Regions from separate parts of the Mus musculus genome. Here regions 1, 3, 4, 5 and 6 are each linked to region 2. A link is a contact called in public HiCAR-type and promoter capture Hi-C data. All regions are on one chromosome and are shown on one strand. The core of a region is the stretch at or near the end of the contact, and the rest is flanking DNA. Distances in the headings are between cores, read along the strand shown.

Evidence for each region. Promoter capture Hi-C pulls out the DNA fragments that hold promoters and counts their contacts. HiCAR-type assays count read pairs that join an accessible place to other places.
Region 1: a promoter capture Hi-C map of pre-B cells shows a contact between it and region 2, with 2.6 times the contacts expected there. The contact joins the promoter of Prkdc here to the promoter of Mapk1 in region 2. A contact is called at or near these places in 2 of 39 promoter capture datasets (the C10 cell line and pre-B cells) and 2 of 115 datasets of contacts at active chromatin or transcription factors (astrocytes and thymic regulatory T cells).
Region 3: a contact with region 2 is called in a HiCAR-type map of astrocytes, with 2.3 times the contacts expected there. The contact joins the promoter of Mzt2 here to the promoter of Mapk1 in region 2. A contact is called at or near these places in 1 of 39 promoter capture datasets (liver) and 3 of 115 datasets of contacts at active chromatin or transcription factors (astrocytes, large pre-B cells and pro-B cells).
Region 4: a promoter capture Hi-C map of liver shows a contact between it and region 2, with 2.8 times the contacts expected there. The contact joins the promoter of 2510002D24Rik here to the promoter of Mapk1 in region 2. A contact is called at or near these places in 2 of 39 promoter capture datasets (cranial neural crest and liver).
Region 5: a promoter capture Hi-C map of the C10 cell line shows a contact between it and region 2, with 4 times the contacts expected there. The contact joins the promoter of Ube2v2 here to the promoter of Mapk1 in region 2. A contact is called at or near these places in 1 of 39 promoter capture datasets (the C10 cell line) and 1 of 115 datasets of contacts at active chromatin or transcription factors (large pre-B cells).
Region 6: a contact with region 2 is called in a promoter capture Hi-C map of liver, with 4 times the contacts expected there. The contact joins the promoter of Cebpd here to the promoter of Mapk1 in region 2. A contact is called at or near these places in 8 of 39 promoter capture datasets (the 3T3-L1 cell line, embryonic stem cells, hippocampal neurons and 4 more).

Annotation. Positions count from the first base shown.
Region 1 is chr16:15,635,801-15,640,215 of GRCm38.p6, forward strand. It overlaps Prkdc (protein kinase, DNA activated, catalytic polypeptide), which reads left to right and starts at 2,066. Exons shown (of 86, transcript NM_011159.2): 1 at 2,066-2,242. The coding sequence starts at 2,089. Mcm4 (minichromosome maintenance complex component 4) reads right to left here and starts at 1,600. Exons shown (of 16, transcript NM_008565.3): 1 at 1,311-1,600; 2 at 821-982; 3 at 386-549; 4 at 193-294. The coding sequence starts at 1,380.
Region 2 is chr16:16,980,906-16,985,664 of GRCm38.p6, forward strand. Mapk1 (mitogen-activated protein kinase 1) reads left to right here and starts at 2,477. Exons shown (of 9, transcript NM_011949.3): 1 at 2,477-2,834. The coding sequence starts at 2,722.
Region 3 is chr16:15,861,112-15,865,564 of GRCm38.p6, forward strand. Mzt2 (mitotic spindle organizing protein 2) reads right to left here and starts at 2,258. Exons shown (of 3, transcript NM_029354.3): 1 at 1,637-2,258; 2 at 1,287-1,432. The coding sequence starts at 1,812. Gm41425 (a long non-coding RNA gene) reads left to right here and starts at 2,326. Exons shown (of 3, transcript XR_875934.2): 1 at 2,326-2,400.
Region 4 is chr16:18,834,269-18,839,060 of GRCm38.p6, forward strand. 2510002D24Rik (RIKEN cDNA 2510002D24 gene) reads left to right here and starts at 2,312. Exons shown (of 3, transcript NM_001033164.2): 1 at 2,312-2,351; 2 at 2,438-2,605. The coding sequence starts at 2,328. Ufd1 (ubiquitin recognition factor in ER-associated degradation 1) reads left to right here. Exons shown (of 12, transcript NM_011672.4): 12 at 1-993. The coding sequence ends at 42.
Region 5 is chr16:15,591,995-15,596,243 of GRCm38.p6, forward strand. It overlaps Ube2v2 (ubiquitin-conjugating enzyme E2 variant 2), which reads right to left and starts at 2,524. Exons shown (of 4, transcript NM_023585.4): 1 at 2,466-2,524. The coding sequence starts at 2,481.
Region 6 is chr16:15,884,456-15,889,278 of GRCm38.p6, forward strand. Cebpd (CCAAT/enhancer binding protein (C/EBP), delta) reads left to right here and starts at 2,831. Exons shown (of 1, transcript NM_007679.4): 1 at 2,831-4,823. The coding sequence starts at 2,870. The coding sequence ends at 3,676. Spidr (scaffolding protein involved in DNA repair) reads right to left here. Exons shown (of 20, transcript NM_146068.4): 20 at 4,769-4,823.

The DNA.
Region 1 (4,415 bases), core at 816-3,315, 1.3 Mb before region 2:
ATAGAAAAACCATCTTGAAATACCAAGAACTAAGGAAAAAAAAAGTATATCACCATTTTCCGCATGGCATATCCCTTTTCTGGAATAAAATCTAGACCACTAACAACCTGCTATTATGCACCATGGCTATTCACACATAGGTTATACTTTCACCCGAAGTCTCAGACTGAGTTTTAGTGTACATAAGCTTACCTGAAAATTCTCTTTACATGTTGCCACATTCACATCTGTTCCCCAAATCACAAGCTTTTGGCCTAGAGACTGTTCACTTGGTACGATGTCTTCTGCTGCTGCCTATTGAGAAAGCGAGGATAGAAACATGTTAATGGGATGACCTACTTTATGCTCTCAAGGTAACACCATCAGAGATCTGCTTTGTACTCACGCCATCAGACTGCAGATCCACCTGCAAACCCTTTCGTGCTGAGCCCAGATCTGGCCTCTGCCTTACAGGTGTGCCTCTCACCCCACTTCTTGGGGTTCCTTCCACTCGCGAGCTGGGAGTGCCATATGTCAATGGTGAACTAACATCAAAGTCCAAAGGAATAGCTATAAAGACAAGATATTTAGCTTTACCATGAAATCCCCATAAGCACATCAAATCCCAATTCCGGAATGCTGTTTGACAATTTAAACAGAATACTTTACTGCAATCTTTCATACCCCAATTGTAGTTCTACTATAAAGTATGCTTTCTTTGCTCACTAGGTCCTAAAATGTACCAACTCTGCTTCTCTCCTCAGGTGTTTCAGTGAAGAATCTATCAGTACACACAGAATAATAGCAACTGGTAAACCAGCAAAACCGACGGCTGACCCACCTAAAGAATGCATCTGAGGAGGGCTGGAAAACAAGGCATTCTGTGCAGGTGGGCTCTGCAGGTCGGCTCCTGGTGAGGTGGGCATTGGCAGTAGCTCTCCGGTGGAAGAATCTTCGCCTCTACGTCTCCGATTGGGTGACGACCTGCTTTCCTCACTTCGAACTTCCGTCATACAAAACAAAAAAGACGATCAACGCTCAAGCTTAGTCTTCCAGGAAGTGCCTTAGGGTAGTCATATTACTTAAACAAGAACACCCCCCCCCCAAAACCCTCAAACTGGAACAGAGGGACAAGGTGTAGGAAAAGGTGGGTCAACTGAACTGACCACGCCAGACTGCCTGGAGACGAGAGCCCAGTATGTGGGTGACAGAGGCTACTATATGCTCAAGGCCTGTCAACCACACACCAGGCTCGAAGGACTCAGGACTTTCCACAGTGCTGCGGGAAGAGACACGAGGCGGAAAGGGGGCAGATGAAGGAGGGAACTCACGGGACTGGGTTGGGGTGACTCGTCCGCGTCGGCTGCTGCGGCGGCTCGGGGTGGATGCCGGGGACGACATGGTGCTGTGGTTGCTGCGCGACAAAAGAAATCTGGCTCTCAGTTGTCCCGCTCCGGGACCTCTCGTACCTCGGATCCGGGTTAGTTGCAAACGCGCACAAAACGGCGAGTCAGGGTTCTGCGCCACCCAGGAGAACGTTCCTGGGCCCGCAGGGTGAAGCGATTCCCGCCAGCCGCTCTGTCGTCACAGCGACCGAAGACGCCTGGCCAATCAAAGAGGCAAGCGCGCGTAGCTCCGCCTCCGGAAAGCGCCGTAAGTGAACTCTGAGAAAAGGTTTCCGGCCAATCACAGCGGCAAAGGCGTGTAGCTCCGCCTCCGGAAGGCGCCACTGCAAGCCGGAGGGGGAGTTCTCGACCGCTACCTAGGAATTACAGCCTAGATTCACTTGCACGCCCCTCGCCTTGGATGGGCCAGCCTGCAGCGGGATTGCGTTTTGGCGGGAAACCCGGGGCCGGCACAACTCCCTTGTGTGTTTACATTTGCGTTGTCCCGAGTGCAAACACCAATCTGTGATATCTCCGCATGGTTAGACTGGTTCTGTCCCTTTGCATTCCGATGTGTACATGTTAAACGCTACAGATCTGCAGGCCGGTGCGCGTCTTCACCCCCCCACCCCCGCGAGAGTATAAGGGAGCAGTTCCGGCTGGGCCTTCAGGGAAGAGCTGGCTAGAGTGCTGAGACGCGCATGCGCGAAGCGGTGCCGGCGTGATGGCGGAGGAGGGAACCGGCGTACGGTGTTGGCTACTGCAGCTGCAGGAGTTCCTGTCCGCAGCAGACCGCTGCAGTGCTGCCGGGGCCAGTTACCAGCTGATTCGTAGTCTGGGGCAGGAGTGCGTGCTGAGCACTAGCTCTGCAGTGCAGGGTGGGTAAGGTCCCTAGACGCAGGGCTCAGCGTTTCTCTCCGTGGTGCGTGTAGTCAACGTCCCGTAAAGTTTATGGAATTGGTAGATGTGTATACTGCTCTCTTCCTAGTATCTGAGGAAGATGCTTTAAAACAGGTGTTGGAAAATGACCACCAAGTTTGGTAGTCATTTTTATCCAAAGTTGGATGAGAGTGCAAGATGGAAGTATTTTCTTCCAGAATAAACTCGCTTGAACTCAATAGGACCTTGACAAAAATCCTTTTTTCGTTGCACCATGTTTTCAGAATAATTGCAAAAATTAATGAAAGTCATGCAATTCTGTAGACATTTTTATTTTTTAGGTTAGGTATTTCCTATCTTGGGCTATAGCCCAAGATAGTCTGGAATTTACTATGTATGTAGAACAAGCCTTCAAATACTGGGGTTATAGATGTGAGGTACCACACGTGCCTTGCTCTTTTTAACCATTTAGTAATTGATGTGTTAAAATAGAGGCTCGAATCTGAACACAGCACACTGGGCCAAAAACAGTTCCACGTGTAAGAGGTTTGGAGGGGGTGGCAGAAAGAGAAGGCGCAGAGAGAGAGAGAGTGAGAGAGGGAGGGACATTCCCTTTATTTATATGGAAAATGACAACACAGGTAAAGGTGGGAGGTGAGCCAAGTGGATATTCTGGGAATATGGTGCCTGATGTCTTGGCAACAGGTCTGCTGGCCTTGCTGTCGCCTATGTGATGTCATAGGTTTGGGAGGTCCTGATGCCAACATACCTCCCTTGTTATAATAAAGAGAAGGAAAGAAAAAGGGAGGGGAAAGCCATGGTGAAAAGGGAGCAAGGGTGTTGTGTCTCTTAAGCTGCTTCCTGTTGTCTAGGGTGTCAATTTTGGGGGGTAGCTGGTTTTCACCATCGGGATCGACTTGGTAAACGTTCACATCAGGTTCCTCTGTGGACAGCAGCTCTTCTGTGGGCAGCAGCTGGCAATACTGTAACAGGAGCTGATTAATATTTGGTTAGGAATTTTTTGTATTTCTCATTGAAGGAATGTAGAAACAAGATTAATGAGGCAGGGAGCAAATAACACCAGGAAGATGACTAGGAAAGGTGCTTATCCCAGCACTCGGGAGGCAGAGGCAGGCGGATTTCTGAGTTCAAGGCCAGCCTGGTCTACAAAGTGAGTTCCAGGACAGCCAGGGCTACACAGAGAAACCCTGTCTCAAAAAATAAAAACAAAAAACCCAAAACAACAACAAAAGACAAAAACAAAAAATGAAAGGGAGCATCCACTTCCATATAGGATTTTCAAAAATCCCAGAACTGGAGGCCTCACGGTCCCTGAAGTTCTCTATGTCTGACTGTAGCTCCTGGGTTTTATTTCTCACTGTCCTGGATTGGTTGATGTAGAAACAGCATTTTTCTTGAAGGAACAGGCAAAGACCACCTTATTTAGCTGTCAGGACATCTAGCCCCCATCAGTTCTGAAGCACCCCAGCTGCCAAAGAATCGACCAACAACTCCTGTCTCCCACCTGGAATCCCATGGGTCTTGTATGCAGAAAAAGAGTGTCTTGTGTTGATAGAAGAAATGATTGGTCTGTGATCCTAGCATATGTATTTGACAAAACCAATATGGGCAGCCCCCATATTGTCTGGCCATTTTCTACAATAATCTTTTATGTGGTAAAAGAGAAAGCAAGTATAGAAATCATTATATTTAGATGGGATAACAGATGACAGCAATTTGGATAGGTTCCTAGCATCCGGCTACGGAGGAGTTTCCTGACCCTATTTGGAAAGACTGTTATGGGGCGGGGGGTTCCTTGCACCTAGAATCGCCAGATGTAAGGGCTGCCCTGGATGGAAATGAACAGCAGGGGGGAGGACAAGAGACCCATGTCTAATCCAGTGAGGTCAAGCTTGGCTGCTGGAGTGGAGTCTCATTTTTCTGGGATTGGGGGCAAAATAGGTGGTCTTCACGTCCTCCAGAACTTAACAGAGCATGGTCCTGTTAGGGTCGATGTGTATGAAGAAGAGTCATTTTTAGGTGGAGGAATGTAAGGTTTGAGATGAGACAGATGGACCCAATGAGAGAGTCCATGGAGTTTAGCAGCTGTAGGTGTCGTGAGGATTACCTTAAAAGGGCATTTGGGGGAGAGGGGTGAGGGTCAGTGATCTG
Region 2 (4,759 bases), core at 1,227-3,726:
AATTATTTTCTTTCTTGCTTTTAAAGACAGGTCTTAGTATGGAGCCCTGTCTGAGCAAATGCTGTGATTAAAAGCATGCAATACTATCCTAGATTGTTTTCTTTTTTAGCGGTTTTAATGATTTTGCAAACTTTCCTAATATCTACCTTTTATACTGCTGACTTGTTCTTCTGTGTCATCAGATGTTTACTGTTTCAGCTGCTAATTTTATGTTAATTCGTGGGGTTTTTATTTCATGATACTATCCATCTATCCTGGTCTTTAAAAAATACATTTTAATAGAGCCATGGTATTAGGTTTCTTCTGAAATAGATTCTGCTGAATGGACTAAAACATTTTGAAGGATTAAAGAATCAAAAACTTGCCATATGCTTAGTATGCATTCCTCCACTGAGGAACACCCCAGTTCTTCCCTTTATTATTAAAGATTTACTTTTTTATCTTTGAGATTGCCTAGTTAATCTTTATTGATGTCTAGAAGGCCAGACTTGATGTCTCTAAGTTAGATCTCCATGTTGGCCACACAGGAGTCTGCTTCCAGGGATGGCTCAGGAGACAGTGGTAGTCACTTATAATCTCATTAGCTCTGCTTTGTCTGGGCATCCACCAACTTTAAGATTCCAATTTCATCCTTCAGTTTAGTGGTGTTTGTGACTGGTTCGGACCCATGACATCAAGTTTTTTTGTTTGGTTGGTTGGTTTTTTTTTTCTAAATCTTGTTCAGATGTTTTAGCCATTCTAACTATGCTGTGTTTCAGTATACCCATCTGTGACAAAACTTTTCCTGGGGAGACACAACACAGGTTTCCTCACTACAAACAGGAGCTCACAACAGACCAAAGTGTGGATGCTGCTGAAGTTGAAGAGTGTCCTTCCGAGTGCATAAGTTTGTCTAAACCATTACCAGGCAGCAGGCAGGGTTTTGCCTCTTCCAGGTAGCTGGTCTCAAGAGTCTTTGCAGCTCACCTGAGCTCCATCTCAGAGGGACTCTCAGCTTTTATTGCTTACTCTGGTGGGAGGGGCCTAGTGAATCTGGTCAGTTTTAAGGACTTCCTGAAACTCCTTTGAGTTTTTTGATTGGTTTTGTTTTTTTGAGACAGGGTTTCTCTGCATATTCTTGGCTATCCTGGAACTCACTCTGTAGACCAGGCTGGCTTCCAATTCATAAGCGATCTGCCTGCCACTGCCTCACAAGTGGTGGGAATCAAGGTGTGAGGCACCATGCCGCCTTGCTGCTTTTAGTTTTTAGTTTACTATTTCAGAAGCTTCCCCTCAAGTTAGAATGTTTCAAGTTCATAGAATGTTTCAGTCCTTCAGGAAACTGTTGCACAACACCTGGACCCGAGTCCCCAAATTTCTATGTCTTTTTCCAGTGTCCCTACCCACAGCTCTCTATACTTTCCCTTGGCTTTTTATTTCTTCACAACACTTAAGTGCAAATATTGTATTTTGTCTGTCTTTTCACTCTGGAAGCATGGCTGGCTCCAGTGCCGTAGATATTCAGCAAATCTTCTTGAACAAACCTCTAATTAGGGGATTCAATGTCTTGTGTTTTGGTTTCTGCTTACTTATGTCTCACACTGTTAGGTGTGTGTCACGGGCAAGAAGGTAGATATATGTAGTTAGTATAACAAAAGTTATATTTTATTATGCTGAAGGTCATCATGCAAGGTTTACAGTCTAAATTTCTTACAGTCCTAAGCCTGTCTCCCCAAGGTCACCTGTGTCACCTATCTTAGCTTCAGATCAGGTTTCTGATTTGAGGATCAGGACCCTGGCGGGGGGGGGGGGGGGGGGGGGGGAGTGGATTCTCTAGCCACAGAGCAGATCAAGGTGTATCTCTCCAGATGTGTAGAGCAAATCACTGCTTTTGGTCTCTGCTTATATTCTGTCCAGTGGGCATCATGGGGTTCTAGGACTGTATCTGGTTATCTTGCGTGAGTGATGTCACTGAGCTCTGGATCAGGAGCAGCCTTGGATGCTGTGGGATTCCTGCTTAATCTAGTTTTATATGTCTAAAAGGCATTTTTTAAAATTATGCTCATTACAGGGTGAAAGTTTTTTTCTGGGTCTGGGTTATGCTTTTTGGTTTCTGTCCCACTCTGATGGTCTAAGTTCATCAGAGTGCACAATGTGGGCCACGTATTCTTAGAGGTCTGTCTCAGGGGTCCCGTGGTTGGTGTGCAGTGAGTCCTCTGGTCTCAAGCCAAGTCCCTGGTCCCGTGTGAGTTCGTTCTGGACCAGGCACAGCACCAGGACAGTGGGTGGGACTCTGTGGGGTCCTTATGCCTAAATTCCAACCTAGCTCTCTAGAGCTACCCAGCGCTTGGGTCTCCGAGCGCACATGACGTCCCTCCCCCGCAGCCGCAGTGCTCCTGCCTCACCTCGCTGCTTCCGCCGACCCGCGAGACTCCGCCCTCTCTACCAAGAGAAGCCAATCAACACGCACGCCCTTGACTCCGCCCTAGCGCCCTTCGACGCGAACCCTTCCCTCCTCCCACTCGTAGCCCGCCCGTCAGGCAGGAAGGCTGGCAGTGGTTCTACCGGCGGTTAATTCTCTCCTCTGTGTTGTCCTCCTTCCTCGTTCCCGATCGCCGGCGGGGGCGGCTACACGGGCGGCAGCGCGGTTCCTGCGGGAAGCGCAGCATAAGTCGAGCGGCAGCCGCGAAGCGTCGAACCGAACGCGGCGGCGGCGGCGGCGGCGGCGGCTGTGCAGCCAACATGGCGGCGGCGGCGGCGGCGGGCCCGGAGATGGTCCGCGGGCAGGTGTTCGACGTAGGGCCGCGCTACACCAACCTCTCGTACATCGGAGAAGGCGCCTACGGCATGGTTTGGTGAGTATCCGCGCTGGATTTCAGGCCCGGCCTCACGCGGTCACCCTGTGCCCCCTGCCTGTGGCTGATCTGGACGCACCCACGGCCCTTCCCGCGCCTTGGCCTCGCGTTCTGCGGCGCCCCGGACCCCTGGCTTCTTGGCCTTCACTCCTGGAGCCCTGGGGCGGGGTCCTGGAGCCGGTCGAGGCTTAGGTGTTGCTCCTCGTCTTCCTCTGCTGCTTCTCGTTTGCGGTTGGAGGGGCAACCCCGATTGAGGCCAGGACTCGAAGACTCCGGGGCTTGGTCTTAAAGCGCGTACTTTCGAGGCTTCTCCCTCGGGACGGGAACGGAAGTACACTGTGTCTCCTAATTTATAGCATTATAGCCACCGCCTCTTGACATTAGATTAAAGCCAGGAATTGTATTAGATGCTTGTCCGTGGTGGCGGCGGCCATGGTTTTGCAAGACGGAATAATAGGCTTGTGTGCTGAGCACCAAAATATTTTTCTTCTCTTCTGTGTACGTGAACAGCATTCACAAAATATCTTAAGTAGCGCTAATGATGCTTTCTGCCTCGGGCTTAACCGTTAATGACACAGCGTTGGTTGTGGACATATTGAAATCTTGAAGTTTCAAAATGGATTTAAATATACCGATTGTGTTTCAGAAAGGATAAGCCAGCATCACTCTAGAATTATTAAGAAGTATTTGGAGTTAGTCCTAATTTGACTTTAAATTATCCCGTCGTTACCCTCAAGAGTACTCTCTTAACAGTGTGAATGTATCCATATGTTTTAGCCCGATTACTGTGATCGTTTCCCCATAACGTTTCAGTGTTCAAGAATAGTTTTTGCACGATCACTTGCAGGATTTCCTGCATGTGGAATGTTGAAGTGTATTGTTTTAACTAAAACAAGTTCATTTATCGAAGGTCTCTGAGATAGTTTAATTTAACTTAGCTATCTTGAGGAAAGAGAAGACAGCCTTTTTCAGATAAGGTATTGAAAGGAAGTCCTTTTACAGGGCGAAGAACTAGAATCAAGCTTTGCTGTAGAAAGATCCTGTTTTAAATGCTTCAGCTCTTGAGCTATTGCACAGGCCTCTCCTTGATTTAATAATCTCAGGACTTCGGCATATTTTCCTGATGAACAAGTCTATTCAGAAATGCATTAAAATTTGAATAGTCATAATTTTAGAAATGCCAGAAAAGGTGTGTTTTCACCAAGTGTGCTAACAAGATAGAATAATTAACGTTCTTTTTTTTTTTTTTTAAAGAAAAGACTCATGAATAGTTATATTTTTATGAGCAAAATGTCTCATAGTATACAATTACGAAGATAAAAGTGAACTGGACCTGCAAGTCAAAAGAGGAATGGAGAAAAAGTACTTTCCATATCACATTTGTCTTGCATGTATTACTACCCTGTACCTGCTGGTAAATATGCCAGTAACACTTATTATTGACACTCATGATTACCCACTATAGGCTCATTTATTTAAGGGGGGATTATTTTAAGTAGGGACAAAAAAAAATTAGGATCTGTCAGTTGAACTCACACATTCCCCACCACCCTGAGAAGATGGATTATTTAGATCCTGTTGCTATTCACCTTTGAAGTTTCCACTTGCTGTGCAGAATTCTTTTTAAAATTCAAATTTTAGGGGCTGGAGAGATGAGTCGGCATTTAAGAGCACTGGCTGATCTGGGTTCAATTCCCATGGCAGTTCACAACTGTCTGTAATTACAGTTCCAGAAGATGAGATGTTCTCATAGAGATGCATTCAAGCGAAACATTCATATGCATAAAATAAAGTTAATTCATTTTTTTAAGACAGGGTTTCTCTGTGTTGTTGCCCTGGCTGTCCTGGAACTCAGTTTTTAGACTAGGCTGGCACCTGCCTCTGCCTTCCACCTGGCACCTACAAATTTTAATTTTAAGAAAAAT
Region 3 (4,453 bases), core at 1,008-3,507, 1.1 Mb before region 2:
GCATACCATGATCCCTCATGTTTGTCCCTGACCTACATCCTCTGCCTGGGTAGGGATCTTTAAAGTGTGCAAGTGTGGGGGTGTTGGATGATCCGGGGGCACCGGTACAATTGCATATTCTAAAAGTACTGTGTCTTTGATAGACTAAGCAAGAAAACATGTCCTTGTTCTGAGTTGCATGGCTGGGATGGCCTACAGTGCCCTGGTATTGTAGCTCAAAGCTGCCCTGGCCTTGTGGGACAATGGCAACTTCCAGCGGCAGAGTGCACATCAACACCAAACCCACAGATTAGACAATCAAATGCCTGTGACAGGAGAAGATGGGCAGCAAGAGAACCAGGGTGAGGGGTGGGGGCAGGGAGGCAGGTGCTTGGGAGGAGGGCCATGGAGCAGACCTGGAGAGGCTGCAGGCCTGAGGGAAAGGTTACCCTTGTTTCTCTTCCACAAAGAGAAAGGGTGATAGAGGCCAGAGACACACATTGATCAGAAAGTGGGTGGGTCAGCGTGTATGTGTGAGTCCCCAGGCCTGACAGTCTGCCTTCACTGGGCCAGACTGCTCACTTTACCCCACCTGGATTCCTTCCATGTGGTTCTTGCACTTACAGGCAGGAAATGAGCACTGGACTTGCATCCACTTGTCTGGGAGGACAAGCTGTATTTCAGAGGGTCCGACAGGCAGAGAGAACAGATGTAACAGATAGGATGGGCAGGCTGGAGGACCTGAGATCCCTGTTACACTCTGCTCACCACCATCTGCTTACACCTGGTCCCACTCATGACCAGGCCATTCACACCTGAGAACTGGGTGAATCTTTCTGTCAGACCTCTACTTTTTGTCCCAAAGGAATCAGATGGCTTCAGTCCTGCAACCCAAAAAAATCCCCAGATGAGAGGTGTTCGGGCCTGGCCTGAGATGAACAGGAGCTAGACGTGGCCCTCGGAGGGGGAGGCGTTGTCTGCTCTGCTCTCTGAACACTTCCTTGAGGCTGTGTGGTAGATGGAGACCAAAGCCATGTTTATTCCTCTACCTGTGCAATGGAGGCATGATGAAGAGGTGAGAGGGAGTCAGAAAGACCAAGTCTAGCTTGCTTGGACCAGTCTTTGGTCCAGCAGTACAATCCGAAAGGTGGAGCCAACTAAAGTCCCTGAAAGGTGGATGGGTCTGCAGACCTTGGGAGGAGGCCTATAGACAGGTTGAGCAATTCTAAGACAAGCCGGCACGAGGTTCTCTACTCCTTCCCCACCTCGGCCACCCTCTAGGCAGAAGTACCCAGCCCATCTCTAACCTCGGGTCTCTGATGTGGATGTAGACAGAGATATGGGCACCGAGTCCTGGGGATCGCTTGCCAGCCGCTGCCCAGCACACATGGACTTCAGCATCTGGAAGACGGCGAGGGGAGCCACATTCAGATTCAGCAAGTCCACCAGGATCCTGGGGAAACAAATGCAGTGCTTAGCGAATACTGAAAGCCACAGGGCGGACATGCTCTAGGAGTCGCGCCAGCTGGGTCACCGTCTTGAAACCCCTTAAAGAGACACGGATATCTTAGAGTAGCAGATGCAGGAATGAGGAGTCCTAAAGCCGGCATTATCTGTAGGGAGTATGAGCTCAAAGTCCCGACCCCCGCTTTCTCACTTGAACACATCGGGGTCGATGGCGGCGCCAGCAGCCTGAGCTAGCTCGTACAGCTCCATCTCCTCGGCCCCCAGCACTTTCTTCCGCCGAAGCGCCAGCTTCTGCAGCGTTGCTGTCTCCAATCCTGTGGAAACCGCGAGTGCAGCACCACCAGCAGCAGCCGCCGCCGCCGCCATTCGTATAGCCTGAAAAGGGATCTGTGTTGGACAGAGTCTCTGCAAGTCAACAGCTCCAGCACCGAGGCGAGAGTTCCAAGAGGCCTTTACACAGTCGGTTACTTGACTTGTTCGGAACGTCTACTGTGCACAGGGCAGTGTGCTAGGCATGGGGTGGGGTGGTGGGAAGCTGATCACTGCCTGACGATCAGACTTGGACTGCTGGCTTAGGTAGCAGACCCCAGAATAGTACCTGGCATATACCGGGTACTTAGCAAATGCCTGTTGGATGACGAGTATTCACGATCTCGTGTAATTACCAGTTCTGTTGACGGTCCCTAAACAGCTTTGCTTTTAAACGGATACGCACTCCTGTCCCCCGACCCCGAAATACATAAACTTGGGGAGTAAAGAGCAACTGAGGACGTCACTGCGCACGCGCCTTGTGGCCAACTGCTTCTGCACTTGATTGGCTTTTGCTTTTGCAGGCGCTTTTCCCGGGAGGTTGAGCCGCTTTTCCCAGTAGGCAGGGGTGTGGCCTGACGCGCAGCTTGATGACGCTATTTCCGGGTTGTGTGTCTGGATAGCGGCGTCTATTTCTGAAGATAGGTAGGATGGTCATTTTGAACTCAACACGTTAGCTTGGCCGGTGTGTTGAGAACTGCAAATGTTTGGCCGGTTACCATGATTGTCACTGCCATCGGGAAAGAGTGGACCGGGGGAGCCGTCCAGAAGTGCCTACACAGTGAAAGGGGACCAGGAGGGGCATCTAAAATTTGTGCGGGGGCACTCTTGGAGATATTTTGTCTCCTGATGCTTTGTCCATTTTACATTACTAGTCTTTTGCATATGTGTGTGTATCCGTATGTGTATGTTTGTTGATTGGTGTTTTTATTTTTTCAATTTGTTTTATTCTGGCTTGATTTTTTTTAAATGTGCCTATTTGCTAGAAAAGAGAGGAGGGAGAGAGAGAGAGAGAGAACTTGAGAAGGTAGGGAAGTGGCAAAGTTCAGGGAGGAGGTAAGGGAGGGAAATCATGATCAGATTATAGAGTATGAAAAAATATTTTCAATATAAAAATATATTGGGTGAATAGTCTTCATTCTTAGGGGAAAACGTATTCATTACCGGGAAGGGGAGAATTTAGAGCATCTAGTCAGTTCTCAGCCTTCCTTCTTTCTTCCTTATACTGAACACAGCTTCCCTGGTTCTGCACTTCCGGTCTTCATATTTGGTGAACCTTTGGCCAGTCACCAAGGTCCAGATCTAAGGACTAAACACCATTTCCATGTTGAATGGTGCGTCTGTCACAGTGAGGACCATGGTGACAGTAAGCTGCTGGTGACTGTGAAGAGCCAGTGTGGGCTGTGGGGAATGAGTCTGGCTCCAGGAGCAGACATTACAGGATGTATGTGCATCTAATCTGGCACCTGCTTCCCAGGGTGGAACATCAGGTGCTTGTTTGCAGGATTCCAGAATATCTCAGGTTTTCGCAGAACTGTGGCCATGATGTAAATGTAGGGCCTCCCTGCCTCATTAGTTTATTGTAGGATTGATGGCTCCAGGAACCAGCTCCTATTGGTCAGAATGCCCAAGAGTACAAACTGGAGGCAAATCGAAGTGAGGCACAGCATCATCTCCCTAGCCAGACAACTGTTACCTGCATGCCATCAGCTCTGCCTGTTTGTAGGAGTATATCACCTCAGGTCCATGGATGGCCAGTGTCCATTCATAGAAGGAAGGTCAAGGTAGGGTCATTGGACCCTCACATAAGTCACTCCGCCATTTTCATATAATTCTGACATAATCATACATGGCCTCAACTTTAGGAAAGTCCAGAGGACTAAATTGCACAGACTTAGAGACCTTAATAAAGGGCTCTTGTACTAATACGCACTTAAAAATTCAAACATTTATGTACACACAACATGCTCATACAAAATCTCTCTCTCTCTCTCTCTCTCTCTCTCTCTCTCACACACACACACACACACACACACACACACACACACACTGTCTTGGCTAGTGTTTTGCCAACACGACACAAGATAGAGTCATCTGGGAAGATCCTCCATTGAGAAAATGACCCTATCAGATGGCCTGTGGGCAAGCCTGGGGTGCATCTTTTTTTTAATTGATGACTGATACCAGAATGCCCAGGTGACTATGGCTGGTACCGCACCTGGGCATGTGGTCCCGGATGGTATATCAGAGCAGGTTAAGCTAGCAATGGGAAATAAGCCAGCAACATTTCTCCATGGCCTTTGCACCAGCTCCTACCTTTGTGTTCTGTCTTGAGTTCAGGCCCTGATTTCCACAGATGATGGATCACAACTTGTGAGATAATATGAGCCCTTTTCTCCCCAAGTTGATTTTGGTCATGGTGTTTTATCAAAAGAATAGAAGCCCTAACTAAGGCCCATATTGTTACGTATTCTTTCACACTGTTATACTCTCAGATGCTCACATGTGACTCAGTGTCATATACATTCACAACCATGTTGCATGCAAGTATATATTCTCACACTTGAATGCTTACATGCCTGCATGCTCACACTGCACACACAGTGTGTTAAACACACAACCTCACACAGAAATGCTTGAAGCAAGTAAACATGCCCTTACATACACATAGTGTATTAGTCAGGGTTTTACTGCTGTG
Region 4 (4,792 bases), core at 1,062-3,561, 1.9 Mb after region 2:
GGAGAAGGACAGTCACTGCGTAAGAAGGGAAGAAAGCCCTAAGTCTAAAACTGTTGGCTGACTGGAAAATAAAAGATCCGATTGCACCTGGCTTACAGTTACTGGCTCTGACAAGTTCAGAGATACTCTGTTATTTATGGTTTGTTTAAAGTTACCTGAGAACTATCAAGCTTGTCCTGGATACAAAGCAGCAGAACTTGGAGGTTGTGTGCTTGATCTGGGGGAGAGAGCGCTGGGGTCCTCTAGGTGGTGGCCTCCTCCACTCCCTAACTCCAGCTTCAGGGCCCTCACAGCCTCAGCAGAGCAGCTCCCGATTCCTGACTCACTCTTCTTCCCCATGTCTGTTCATGGTGCAGTGTCTTTAGCCCATCATGGCTACTCAGGCCAGCACTTGAGTACCAGACAAAGATGGCCTCTGTTTTTATTTACAGTGACTCAGAAGGGATCTCATCCAGATGAAAGCGCTCTCATTTTAATCTGCTCGCTCTCAGTGAATTCCATGATGAAGCCAGATATGAAAGGCAGAATGAATACATGCTTGAGTAACGTGCCCCCGTTACATTTATTTTTTATTATTATTTTTATTTATTTTTGTGGCTTTTCAAGACAGAGTTCCCTGGCTGTCCTGGAACTCACTTTGTAGACTAGGCTGGCCTTGAACTCAAAAATCCACCTGCCTCTGCCTCCCAAGTGCTGGGATTAAAGGTGTGCGCCACCACTGCCCGCCCTCCGCTACATTTATTACCCAAGGTTCTGATGGTTTGTCTGTTTTTCAAGTGCTAGGATTGAACCAGAACCTCGTGAATATTAAGCATGCCACACACTCTGCCACTGAGGCTCCCCCATACCCCATTTTCTTACTGTTTTATTGTCTTCAGATCTGCACTTTGTATGATGTAAGGTCTTTTGACATGCTGATCCAGCTATTTAAAATTTGTTCCCTGAGAATAATTCTTATTGAAGAATTAAATAAACTGATTAAAACTCGCCTCTAGTTTGATATGGTATGTTGTAGATTGGTGGTATGGGCCACTAGCCAGAAGTCATAGGAAGGCCCCCTTGCAGCAGCACCCTACTTCATCCTGTCGTTAGAGACTATTTCCGAGACTTGTGGAGGCTGTAGGGATGGATGTCACTCCCTGATGCTTGGAGTGGAGCTGGTCAGGCCTAGCAAGGTCCTCATGGAGGGTGCACTTTCCCTCTATGTTTGTAGTTCCAGAGTGTGTCCATTTGCTCTTAGAAATATCCATAAACTTAATTGGCTCCTAACTCTGGCACATACATCATTACTGGCCAAATGTGGCTCTGGAAGGCATAAATGCTGTGGTAACCTGCCCGACCTGTCCTATGGGGCTGTCTCAGTTTCCCTAGCAGTAAGACAGCTTTCATTTGTAGGATTCTGTTAGCTAACTTGGTCAGGCTGGAAAGAGCTCAGTTAAGCACTTGTTCGTGCAGAGGATCCAGGTTTGCTTCCCAGCACTCACATGGTGGCTCATAGCCTGTAATTATAACTGTAACTCCAGTTCCAGATGATCTAAGTATATGTGTTGCACATACATAGTTATACACACAAGTGCACTAATAAAAATGTGACTGCATGTGTAGATAAGAGTACAGTGCTCAGGAGTCCCTTCTGTCGCCTAGAAGGATCAAACTAGGAGGGATCAAACTCGGGTCCTTGGTTCTGTTCACAAGTTTCTCTACAGCTGAGTCATCTCACCTTATGATCTCCAGTTAGGTTTTTTTTTTTTTTTTTAAATTGTTTTTGTTGTTGGGTTTGTTTCCTTTTTGAGACAGGGTCTCACTAATATATATATATATATATATATATATATATATATATATTCCTTTCTGGTCTAGAACTGACTCACTGAGATGTCCCTGCTCTTGTTTCCTGAATGCTGGGATTAAAGGTGTGCAACCCTGAGCCTGTCACTTCTAGGAGAACTTCTTTCACCCTTAGTCATCCTGCACTGCCTTCCTCCTCTCCATACACCAAATCAAGCTCACCTACACTCTGTGTATGCTCAGGCTACATACCTGCAATTTCAGTCCGCCAGGTGGGTTACTCAAGAGTTCAAGAGTCTGTACTTCAAAAACTGAACCACATACGGATTTGAAAAATAAAAAACTGGGAGAACTGACCAGAACTCCTGTTTTTTCCGAATGCTAATTAATACCTTATGTGACTTTGAAGCCAAGCCATCGGCTAGACACCAGGTAGTGTGGCCTCTGACTATCAGCCACTCAGTGCAGACGTCCTGTTTAGTGCGCGTTTGCTTGGAGCTCATTGGTTCATGTCCCTGTCAGTCACACGGGGCCTGGACATGGCGGTCGCAGGGAGCTGGCAGGTGAGTGTGCTTGGCTCCTGGGCTCCTGGGCTGGGTGGGATCAGGCCCTGGGGGCTGCCCGCGCTCTCCGCTGTCTCTCCCCGCAGCCTCCCCGGCCGTGCGAGGTCTACCGCGCCGAGTGGGAGCTCTGCCGCAGCGTCGGGCACGTCCTACACCACTACTACGTCCACGGCAAGCGGCCGGATTGCAGGCAGTGGCTCCGCGACCTGACTAACTGCCGCGAGTGGGAGGAGAGCCGCAGCGCCGAGGCCCAGGTGCGGGCTGGGTGTGGATGTATGCGCAGATCCTTGGGGCAACTCTCTCGTGTTTCTCTCCTGAGTACCAAACTGCGTTATCAACGAGACTTTAGACAGCCTCAGTTACGGGGTGGGGCGGCGCGGGGAGGGGGGCGCAGAAGGAAGGGAAGTATAGAGAGGCTTGGAGAGAGTAACCTTATAGCGTTAGAGTCATCAGCTTGACAGCAAGCTTGCCTTCACCCAGCCCTTGGGGATAGGACGGAGGAAGAGAAAAGCCAACGTGTCTGGAGCACGAGGGTGGGCTATAGAGGGCATAAGAATGAGTCCAAGAGCACCTAAAAATGTTCCAGTACTTGTGAATTGAGTTATCTTTGGCAGGTCAGTCTGGACCTGAGAGTGTGAAGGGTACTGTAGAGGACAGAGACAAGTATGGAGGCTGTTGCTGGACCTTTTCGAGGGAGATGTGAAGAAACCTCTACTTACTCTAGATAGCCATGTAGACATGGCGAAAGTAAAAAACATGGCGGAAAGCAAAAGACTGGAAACTTAACTGTCTGTAACTATATGTCAGCTATCATAAATTAGTGTAAGAAACAAAGATGTTTCTGAATAGAGAAATGGCCAGGGTCATGGAGAAGCAATTCACCGGGAAACTCAGAACACAGAAGCAATTATTTCTTTATTTTATTTTTATTTTTTTTTATTTATTTTTTTTTGTTGTTGTGATTGAGACAGGGTTTTTCTGTATAGCCCTGGCTGTCCTGGAACTCACTGTAGACCAGGCTGGTTTTGAACTCAGAGTTCCGTCTGCCTCTGCCTCCTGAATTCTGGGATTAAAAGCGTGTGCCACAACCACTAGGCTTCTATATAGTTTTTAAAGTACTTTTATTCTTATTTTATGTGTGTTTTTCCTGCATATTTATCTGTACCATGTGAATCTACTGCCTGAGGGTCCTCTGGAACTGTAGTTTCAGATGGTTGTAAGCTGATGTTTGAGTGCTGGGAACCGAATCCCAGTCCTCTGGAAAGCAGCCTCTAACTGCTGAGGGATCTCTCTAGTCCTTACAAGCCTTTTTAAAAAGTCTTTGTGTGTGCGAGTGCGTGGCATGCGTGTGTATATATGTGCACACATTGCATGTAGAGAGACCCTCTGTTGACATTAGGCATCTTCCTCAGTCACTTCCCACCTTATATACTGAGGCAGGATCTCTCTGAACTTGGACGTCTCCATCTCCTGAGTGCTGGGACTACAGGCATTCACCCACATACTAGGCCCCTATTTGCTTCTTTGTTTTGTTTTGTTTTGTTTTGTTTCGAGACAGGGTTTCTCTATATAGCCCTGGCTGTCCTGGAACTCACTCTGTAGACCAGGCTGGCCTGGAACTCAGAAATCCTCCTGCCTCTGCCTCCCAAGTGCTGGGATTAAAGGCGTGTGCCACCACTGCCCGGCTCCTATTTGCTTATTAAGTAATAATGATCATGTGATCATGTTAGAGATGGGGTCTGGCTGTATAGCCCAGGCTGGTTTGGAACTTCAGATCCTTTTGGCTTTGTCTGCCAACTGTTGGGAATACTACCGCTCCCAGTTTAAGAATGTTTGTAAAGAGGCCTACATAGCACCTGACACTTTGCCAGGATCAGCCCTGTCATAATACACTGTCTAGTGTCTGTTGGCAGTGGCTGAAAGAAGCTGGCAGGATGGGGGGCACCTTTTACACATACCCTGTGCAGAGTCCAACAGTAATTTTAGACGCTCTCCCTCTCTTCCCCACCCAGTGTCCTCACTCCCAGGCTAGGCGGGTAACTAGCTCCACACTCTCCAGGTCTGCTGTTGCTGAGGCTTAGCGGGTTTTGCATGGCTGAAGGCAGAGACTGAACATAGTTGTGCATGCTTATAATTGCGGCACTCGGGAGGTGGAGACAACAATCTCAGAATTGAAGGTCATACATAGTGATCTTGAGACCAGCCTGGGCTACTTGAGACCCTGTCTAAAACATGTCCAAAGAACACAAAATAAAACTGCTGAAGTAAGATGACCGGTGTGTGCTAAAACAGAACAGTTGCCAAGGAGTGTGGTATAGAAGCAGCTGAGCCTGTGTGTACCATGTGCTCCCATGTGTTCCTCTCTTCAGAAGAGTGTTGAGGAAGAGGGTGATATAGGTGCCATGCAGCAGTACTAAGAGCCCTAGGATCCAGTGGTGAAA
Region 5 (4,249 bases), core at 1,274-3,773, 1.4 Mb before region 2:
AAATCTGGGTTTTTTTTTTTTTTCTCTAAGCCTCTCTCATGTATCTGCATTCAAAGAACCTACAGACCCATCAAAATAATCTAAGTGAATTTTTTTCAATGTCATGTAACAATGTAATGCAGTACCTAAAAAGAGCTCTTAATACCAAAAGGAGACCTAAAGTAAAAACTGAAAATATAAAAATAGTAAACATGTTGACATATTAGGTCATTAACTTTGACAAATGTGTCACACTAAGCTATCAAAGGAAGAGAACTGATTGCACACCATCTTCTCCATTTTTCTGTAAACCTAAAACTATGACAAACAAAAGAATGTTCAGTTTTTGTTTACTTTTGAGACAGGATCTTACTACCTAGCCTAGGCTAACCTTATGTAGCCCAGGCTCATCAGGAACTCACGATCCTTCCTCATAGCTGGGATTATAGGAATGCACTACCACAAAACACACAGAACTTCCTTTTTTACACAGTAAATTGCAGTAAATGAATCAAATGAAATCTTTACTCACAGATACTAAATATTAATAAACATCTTTTGCCTTGAGTAATGCTTAAGCTAAATTCTATGAAAGCCTCTTGACTTGGGGAAAGGAAGGAGGAAACTTCAGACACTTCCATCTGAGAAGGAACCAAGAATGTAAAGAAAAATTTATCTAAGAAGGAATGTATGAGAGTCAGTGTCGAGACTAAAACAGAAAAAAACTCATCCTTTGAGGAATACTCCAAATTAAGTTAGTCATGATGGAGAGAATGCTGGATTATACTCTTGCTTCTGTTCCTGTAAAGTTATGTGTAACTTTTTACTTCTTTGGTTTCTCAATTTTCTAAGAAGGAATTCTCAATCTAATTTGAATTATTATCCTCCAAACTTTTTCCAGTTAGAGTTCAAGGTCAGCCTGGCTACATGGGACACTGACTCAAAAATAAATAAATAAGCTCCATTTTCTAAGATGTATTTTAATTATACCAAAGTTCCCATTTCCTTGGTCTAAAACCAGTGAAAATAACAAACAGGATACAGATATCTAATATGCAATACATGGGCAAATAATCCAACGCTTAGAGTACACATTCAATTGCCAAAAACCAAAGTTTGATAAAAAGTATGGACCACTCATTTTATCTAATTACTGCTCTTTTCAAAATACTTAACATTCTTTCATATGAGTAGTGTTAAATATGTTCCAAAAAACAAATGCTGACTGGAGAGATGGCTCAGCTGCTAAGAACACTGGTTGCTCTCCCAGAGGTCCTGAGTTCAATCCCCAGCAATCACAAGGTGGCTCACAGCCATCTGTAATGGAACCCAATGCCCTCTTCTAGTGTGTCTGAAGACAGCTACAGTGTACTCATATATATATAATAAATATTTTTAAAAAGAACAAATGCAATCACAAATTGACATTTTTCATATTACAATACACCATTTTATTAGTTTAATTTTAAGGTAGTGAGCACAACTCTTTAAAAAACATGGCACTAATAAGCACATATATTTCAAATAAGAAGTAAAGAGATTAAGGGTTATAACATTAAAAGATCACTTTTAAAATGAGCTTTGGTCTTGGACAGCTCTGATCTGACCACTGATGTATTTTCCAGAGGTAGAACTGCTAAAGATTTTATTGTCTATGGCACTCATACACATAAAGGTAAGATTTAAACAATATGAAAAATGTATATGAAGGCATTACCTTGAAATGTTAACAATCACAACATGCACTCAACCTCTTCCATTTCTACAACCTAGATTCAATAAGAACTAGAAAAAAAAATAAATCTTATGAATCATCATTTTTAAATGCTAAAACTCAACACTTTTAAACTGTTTTAATTTTTTTTGTCACCAAATTTCTAAACCCTGTTGGCATTTAAATTTCAAGTTTCTGCTCAAAGGCAACCGAACATTGTAGACAAGAGTAGAACACCTATCTAAGGTACCAACTGTCCTGCAATTAGCTTTCGTCTGGCTCAGTGTACTGTAGTTTTTCACTTAATTGAAAAAAAAAAAGAAGAAGAAGAAGAAGAAGAACACGCATTCGGCCACCTAAGTAAAATCGTCGCCCTCTTATTCCAGACAGCAGCCACCCTCCGGTTAGTCCTATCCTCCCGCACGTGTCTGTCTGGTGGACTCCCAGCCTAGATCCCCGGCTCCATCCAGGATGCCTCTCCGCCGTAGCCCCGTTGATGGGCAATGCCACCGCCACCGCGGGCCGCTCCAGCGCACTCCACCCTCGGCTCCGCTGCGGCGCCCAGATCTGCCGGTCCTCCCGCAGGGCCGCCGCGGGCGGTGGGCGCGCAGGCTCCCCGTCACCGCGAGCTCTGACACGCGCGTCCCGACCTCCCTACCGCCCGCCCCACCCCCTGCCCCTCGCGGGGCCCTCCGCACTGCGCACCCGCAGTCCCGCGCGGCCCGCCGGACAGAAAGCAGCGGGAGCGCGGCAGACCCGGCTAGGAACCGACCTGTGGAGACCGCCATCTTCTCCTGCTACCAGACGCACCACCGCACGCAGGGCGTCAACGTCACTTCCGGCAGCGCGTTGCTCTCCGTCATAGAGGGACCGATAGTGGGGATAGTGGGGACTGTATCAGGTTCCTGTTCCTGGCAAGCTTTGCCCCTGATGGTCTCTGGAACTGTTGGTTCATCGGTTGTCCTAATCAAAACACACACATAAAACTGGGTTGGGAGACTAAGGCAGCATGAGCTTAAAAAGTCTTTAAAAGATCTGAGATCTCCAATAGTGTCAGTGTGTCCAAGGGAAATTTTCCCTATGACTCCTCTTATTAAATATTGAAATAATGTCTAAACAAACGCTAACAGTTACATCACGAGCCGGGCGTGGTGGCGCACGCCTTTAATCCCAGCACTCGGGAGGCAGAGGCAGGCGGATTTCTGAGTTCGAGGCCAGCCTGGTCTACAAAGTGAGTTCCAGGACAGCCAGAGCTATAAAGAGAAACCCTGTCTCGAAAAACAAAGTTACATCACACCAAACCTGTTATTAATAATCAAGGTAAAACATGGGAATTCACAATTGTGTTGGGGAAAAAAAAAAAAAACTATTCCAAAAGGTTGGGCTGTGTTAGTGCAGGCTACGTTTAGGCTGTAGTTTTGCTCTGATGACACCAGAACCAAAAGTCCATCAGTAAAGAAAGCCACAGAAGAAACTCAAGCAAAACCGTGAAGCAAAAAGGGATGGAGAAAAGCAGCTTACCACCTTGCTTCTGAGAAGGCTAGGCTGACTCCATGACAGACTTCAAATTGACAGTTAAGGAGACTGGGCCTAAGAACTGGGAAAGTCCAGGCAAGCCCAGGCAAGTCAATTACTAATAGAAAAAAACCCAGGCTCCAGCCTTCATGCCCGATAATGGTTCTAGGATGCCTAGAGATAGAGTAAGATAAAACTCATCTTCCCCAGAATTCCAATGTGCTTTAAAGCAAGCATGCACACTCACTTAGTTGTCTCTCTGTTTTGGCAATGGGAGACTCCAACACGCTGGACTTCTGCAAAATAAAGCACTCTCTGAGTATACATACTATTTGAGTCCCAGGTGTCATTCTTCGGTGAATCATGGACCTTTACATTTCTATCTTACGTTCACCTACCTTATTTGGAGGAGTAAGCCCATGTACCTAAAGATGGTATACCCATACCCAACTGGATTCTCCTACAACAATTAGTGACTAAGAAAGTTCCCCCAGGTTTTTCTTTTCAGACATGCCCACAGGTTATTCTGACTAAGGCAAGTCTTAAATTGAGATTTCCTCTTTCCATTTGTGTCAAGTTCACAACAAAGATTATCTAATACAAGTCCATTCCAAGTGCATCATTGTTAATATTCCTTTCTTGTTTGTGCCCAAGATGTCATAAATACTAAAATATTAAATACAGTACAACTTTAGAATTCCCAGTCTTTAAAAATTCCAACCCTCTAAGTCTCTTTAAAATATCCAAAGTCAGGTTCAATAAATACCACACACAAGCAAATATTATAGGCTACTCACAATGCTATTGGTTATCCTTGACAACCTAACTGTAAGACTATATTGCTGAAGACATCACATACTTATGCAACTGAACATGAAAAAAATTCAGTTGGGGGCTGGTGAGATGGCTCAGTGGGTAAGAGCACCCGACTGCTCTTCCGAAGGTCCAGAGTTCAAATCCCAGCAACCACATGGTGGCTCACAACCATCCCTAACGAGATCTGACTCCCTCTTCTGGAGTGTCTGAAGACAGATACAGTGT
Region 6 (4,823 bases), core at 1,581-4,080, 1.1 Mb before region 2:
GGGATAATGGGATAAGTTGGAAGTTTGGAAGAGAAGATCTTTGTGATCCATGGGGGATGAGGTCACAGACAAAAGGGAGACAGCACCAGGTGCTCTACTGCTGAGCTGGGGGTGGGACTGGGGAATTGGATCTGGAGGAGCAGAAGGAGAGGGAAAGATGTGCAGTCAGCCCACCTGCTTTCTTGGCAGCAGTCTGACCAAAGCAACTTACAAAAGAAACAGTATGATTGGCTGTATGGTTCCAAATGGTTAAAGTTCACGATGATTGAGCAAAAGCATGTCAGCAAGAATAGCTGAAAGCTCACATCTTAAACTGCAAGTAGGAGACAGGGAGAGATGTTGGGAATGGTCCCAGCCTTTTGAAACCTCAAAGCTAGCCTGTAGTGATGCACCCCTTCTAACAAAGCCACACCTCTTAATAGTCCCCAAACAGTTCCACCAACTGGGGATTAAGAATTCAAACATATGAGCCTCTGGGACCATTCTCATTCGAACCGCCATTTATTACAACGTTCTTTTCTTGATATATAGCCTCAATATGTAGCTCAAGCTGGCTTCAAATCCATAATCCTCCTGCCTTCACTTCTTGAATGCTAGGAAGTTTTACTTCTCTTCAAGCTTGATTTCATATTTCATTTTACCTAGAGCTATCAGGAAATGTTTTTAGAGTATTTATACATATTTGAGTATCCCATCTAGAGAACTGTTCTTGTATGGAGTGAAATGCACAAGCAGGACCTCAGGGAGATTGGTTGGTGTGACCAGACTGATCTTCCAAGTCTGACAGTGCTCTGTGACTCTAAGACATATCAACACTGCTAGGCTCCTGAACTTTTAAATACCAAGGTTTCCAGAATGTCCACATAGACTGGGTGTCATTGGAACCTCCAATATGTTCCATATGTGACATTGCTGAGGACAAGGAGAGGGTCTCAAGGATTCTAGCCAGAAGGCTTTTGGCAGGTGTGCTGAGAAGAGCTAAAAATGATGTATTTCTCACAGGAATAAGGCATGGGAAGTGTTCACATTCATCTTGAGTACATTTCATCTATAAAATTATAGATTAACTCAATTTATAGTTTAGGAAATTATTTTATATAATTAGTTTAATTTTTATGTTGAGCTTGAACACTTTCTCTATTGGTGGCTGCTTTTAGGCCTACATGGTTAAGTCATTTTGTTGCCACCCACGGTGCTAGGAAAGGTCCTTGAGATTGGCACAGTGTGTGGGAACAGTCATGAAAGGATCACAAATGACTGTCACAGGGGCTAAACTTTAACAGCTCTCAAATGTCACACTATATTCATGCTTTGTTGTTCTGTCATGTTGCCTTTCTCCATTTCTGGAAAATTGAAAAGTACGCACTGGTTGGCGGGTTTCTGAATACACAGAGCTTTCAGGTGCGGCCCAATAGTGGCCACGGTAGCCTGTCCTTCTGAGACATTCTAATTGGCCCCGCTGTCTTGTAAACACAACTTTTCATAAACGTAGTGAGTGGACCCAGGTATCAAAACAAGCATGTTGTCTCACTGAAAACAGCCTCGGAATGTGGTCTCTCTGAGGGATAAACACGTGTTCTCTAATCATGCTTCTATGGCATCCAGGGCTAAGAACCACGAACGTCTCCTAGGGTTTTCCTGTGCATGCATATCACATGTGCGCTGGCTTTAACCCCAGAGGCAATTAGTTACAATAGCAACATCATATGCCATTTATAAACATCACTGATCATTATGAAATTCCAAGGCTGTGTTTACCTTTTTTTTCCAAAAAAAGCCATTAAATATTCCACAGCCCCTCATTAGGATTTTCCTCAGGAACTGAAGGTAGGAGCTAGGCTGCTCTGTGTAAATCAGCTGATGTTTGTTGTCAGAACACCTGGTGAATCGGAATGAATTAGGGGAGGGATATGAGGGACACATCTGAATTTGGACAGATGATTTTCTTGACTTTTGCTTGAGACAGGCCATCAGGCACTTGAACTCCTGGGGTTCAACTACCCACCTAGCCTATCAGGTTTGAGTAGCTGGGGTTGAAATTTCTCTTCATCTTTTCACGAATTTTGAAGAGCTGGCAACTTAACACCTCTTTGTGAGTACTGATGTAAATCTTAGCTTTCTCTCAGCAAGCCACAATTTCAGAATAATATCCCTTTTGGGTACAATTTGCAAGAAAAAGAAACAGCAAGATGCTATGCTACCACCAGGTGGCACAGCTTTAATAACCAAGAAGAAATGCCAGAGCACCCAAGATCCGCTGTCAGGTGCGGAGAAACGCACCGCGGTTAGGGTGGCCATCACTCTTCCGTTGGCTTTGTGGTCAGCGGGGAGCCCGGTTGATCTGTCCGTCTATCAGGCTCTGTTGCTGAACCTAACCTCGACGGCAGCTGGGCCTGGGCACTCCGAGAGGTGTAGCTGGAGAGGGTTCGAATTTCAGGAGGCTCCCACTGGCTGCGCTCACTCTGGACCGCCGGAGGCTGAGGCCCGGGTCCGCGAACCACGGTTCACTAGTTCTGGTCTCGTGGCGGAGGTGCCAGGACTCGAGCTGCGGAGCCTTGATCCCTGTTCCGCCTTTGCTATGTCTGAAGGCGTCCTGCTTTGCGCGTGTCGGGGCCAAATCCAGATTTTCATTTCGCTCCAGGCTTGGACGGCTAAGTAGGTCCAAACCGCACAAACAGGAAGGAGGGAAGGCAAGGAGTGCGGGCAGAGGGCGGGTCGTTCCCAGCAGCACCCCAGTCCCTCCCCGCTCCGGTCTCCGACCCACTGGGGCCGGGGCGGGGCGTGCGCGTCAGCTGGGGCTAGAAAAGGCGGCGGTCCGGCCCGGCGAGGTGACAGCCCAACTTGGACGCCAGGTCCGGCCGACGCCGCCATGAGCGCCGCGCTTTTCAGCCTGGACAGCCCGGTGCGCGGCACACCCTGGCCCACAGAACCCGCGGCCTTCTACGAGCCAGGCAGGGTGGACAAGCCCGGCCGAGGGCCCGAGCCAGGGGATCTGGGGGAGCTGGGCTCCACGACTCCTGCCATGTACGACGACGAGAGCGCCATCGACTTCAGCGCCTACATTGACTCCATGGCCGCCGTGCCCACCCTAGAGCTGTGCCACGACGAACTCTTCGCCGACCTCTTCAACAGCAACCACAAAGCGGCCGGCGCGGGCGGCCTGGAGCTGCTGCAGGGCGGCCCTACGCGACCCCCGGGTGTGGGGTCTGTCGCTAGGGGGCCGCTCAAGCGCGAACCCGACTGGGGCGACGGCGACGCGCCGGGCTCCCTGCTGCCGGCGCAAGTGGCGGTGTGCGCGCAGACAGTGGTGAGCTTGGCGGCCGCGGCTCAGCCCACTCCACCCACTTCGCCGGAGCCTCCTCGAGGCAGCCCGGGGCCGAGCCTCGCGCCCGGCACAGTCCGAGAAAAGGGCGCGGGCAAGAGGGGTCCGGACCGCGGCAGCCCGGAGTACCGGCAGCGGCGCGAGCGCAACAACATCGCTGTGCGCAAGAGCCGCGACAAGGCCAAGCGCCGCAACCAGGAGATGCAGCAGAAGCTGGTGGAGTTGTCGGCCGAGAACGAGAAGCTGCATCAGCGCGTGGAGCAGCTCACCCGGGACCTGGCTGGCCTCCGGCAGTTCTTCAAAAAACTGCCCAGCCCGCCTTTCCTGCCGCCCACCGGCGCCGACTGCCGGTAACGCGCGGCGTGGGCCTTTGAGACTCTGAACGACCTATACCTCAGACCCCGACAGCGGGGAGCAGACGCCGCCCGAATCGCTAGTTTCTTTGGGACCTGCGAGCGACAGGAAGCTGCAGCTTGGGCACTGGACTGCGAGAGAAGCTATATTAATCTTTCCCCTTAAATTATTTTTTATAATGGTAGCATTTTCTACGTCTTATTACCATTGCAGCTAAGGTACATTTGTAGAAAAGACATTTCCGACAGACTTTTGTAGATAAGAGGAAGAGACTGCGCATGCTTTTTATATTCATTTTTACAGTATTTGTAAGAATAAAGAAGCATTTAAATCGCTGCAGCTTCCTATGTTCATTCTCTCCCGCACACAACATACTGAGACTTCACCAGGGAAAAGCAAGCACCTGGGAGCCACCCGACCAGGTGCGTTGCCCACACGGGGTAAGGAGATGGACGCGTTTCCTCGCGGTCTCTATTGCCCGCGGAAGGAACACGGGAAAGCATGACTAATTCATGTGTGTGATCCCAGAGTAGGCTGACCTGGGGCGGAGAACAGTTGGCCTAACTTTTAGGTGGTTGCCGAAGGGTGAGGGGGTGGAAGAGAGCTGGGAGTCTGAAACTTGATTCCTCGTTGCCTCTACTTTCCTCAATCTAGGGACAACGTGTAGATTTAAAAATGTGTACCAGTACAAATTAATATCCTAGTATATAAAAAGGGCAGCCCCAAAAGCCAGTAATTGTAATGTTTGCGGGCTTAACCCCCCCCCCCCCCAAAGCTATGTGCCTTTCTACTAAGATACTGGTTGTTCCAACCCCTTCCCTGATCTGCACGGCCTGTTGTACAGAAAACACAAACCCTCCAGGGTCTAAATACATAGCTTTGTTTGTAATTCAAATCCCTGCCCAAAGTGCAGGCTTGTGGACTGCTGTGAGTCTGTGATCTTTGCCCTCTGCAGTTCTTCAGGGTCTCTGACAGGTGGGCAGTGGAGTAAGGTACAGAAATTTCTCTTTTATACAGCTCTCCTCACACCCAACATTGTATGGGTGACAGTGCCACCTCTGGCAGCTCCCAGAACACTAAAACCACAAAGTGTTTAGGTTGGACATTTATTTATTGTAACAGAACAGTAATATTTCAATATGAGATA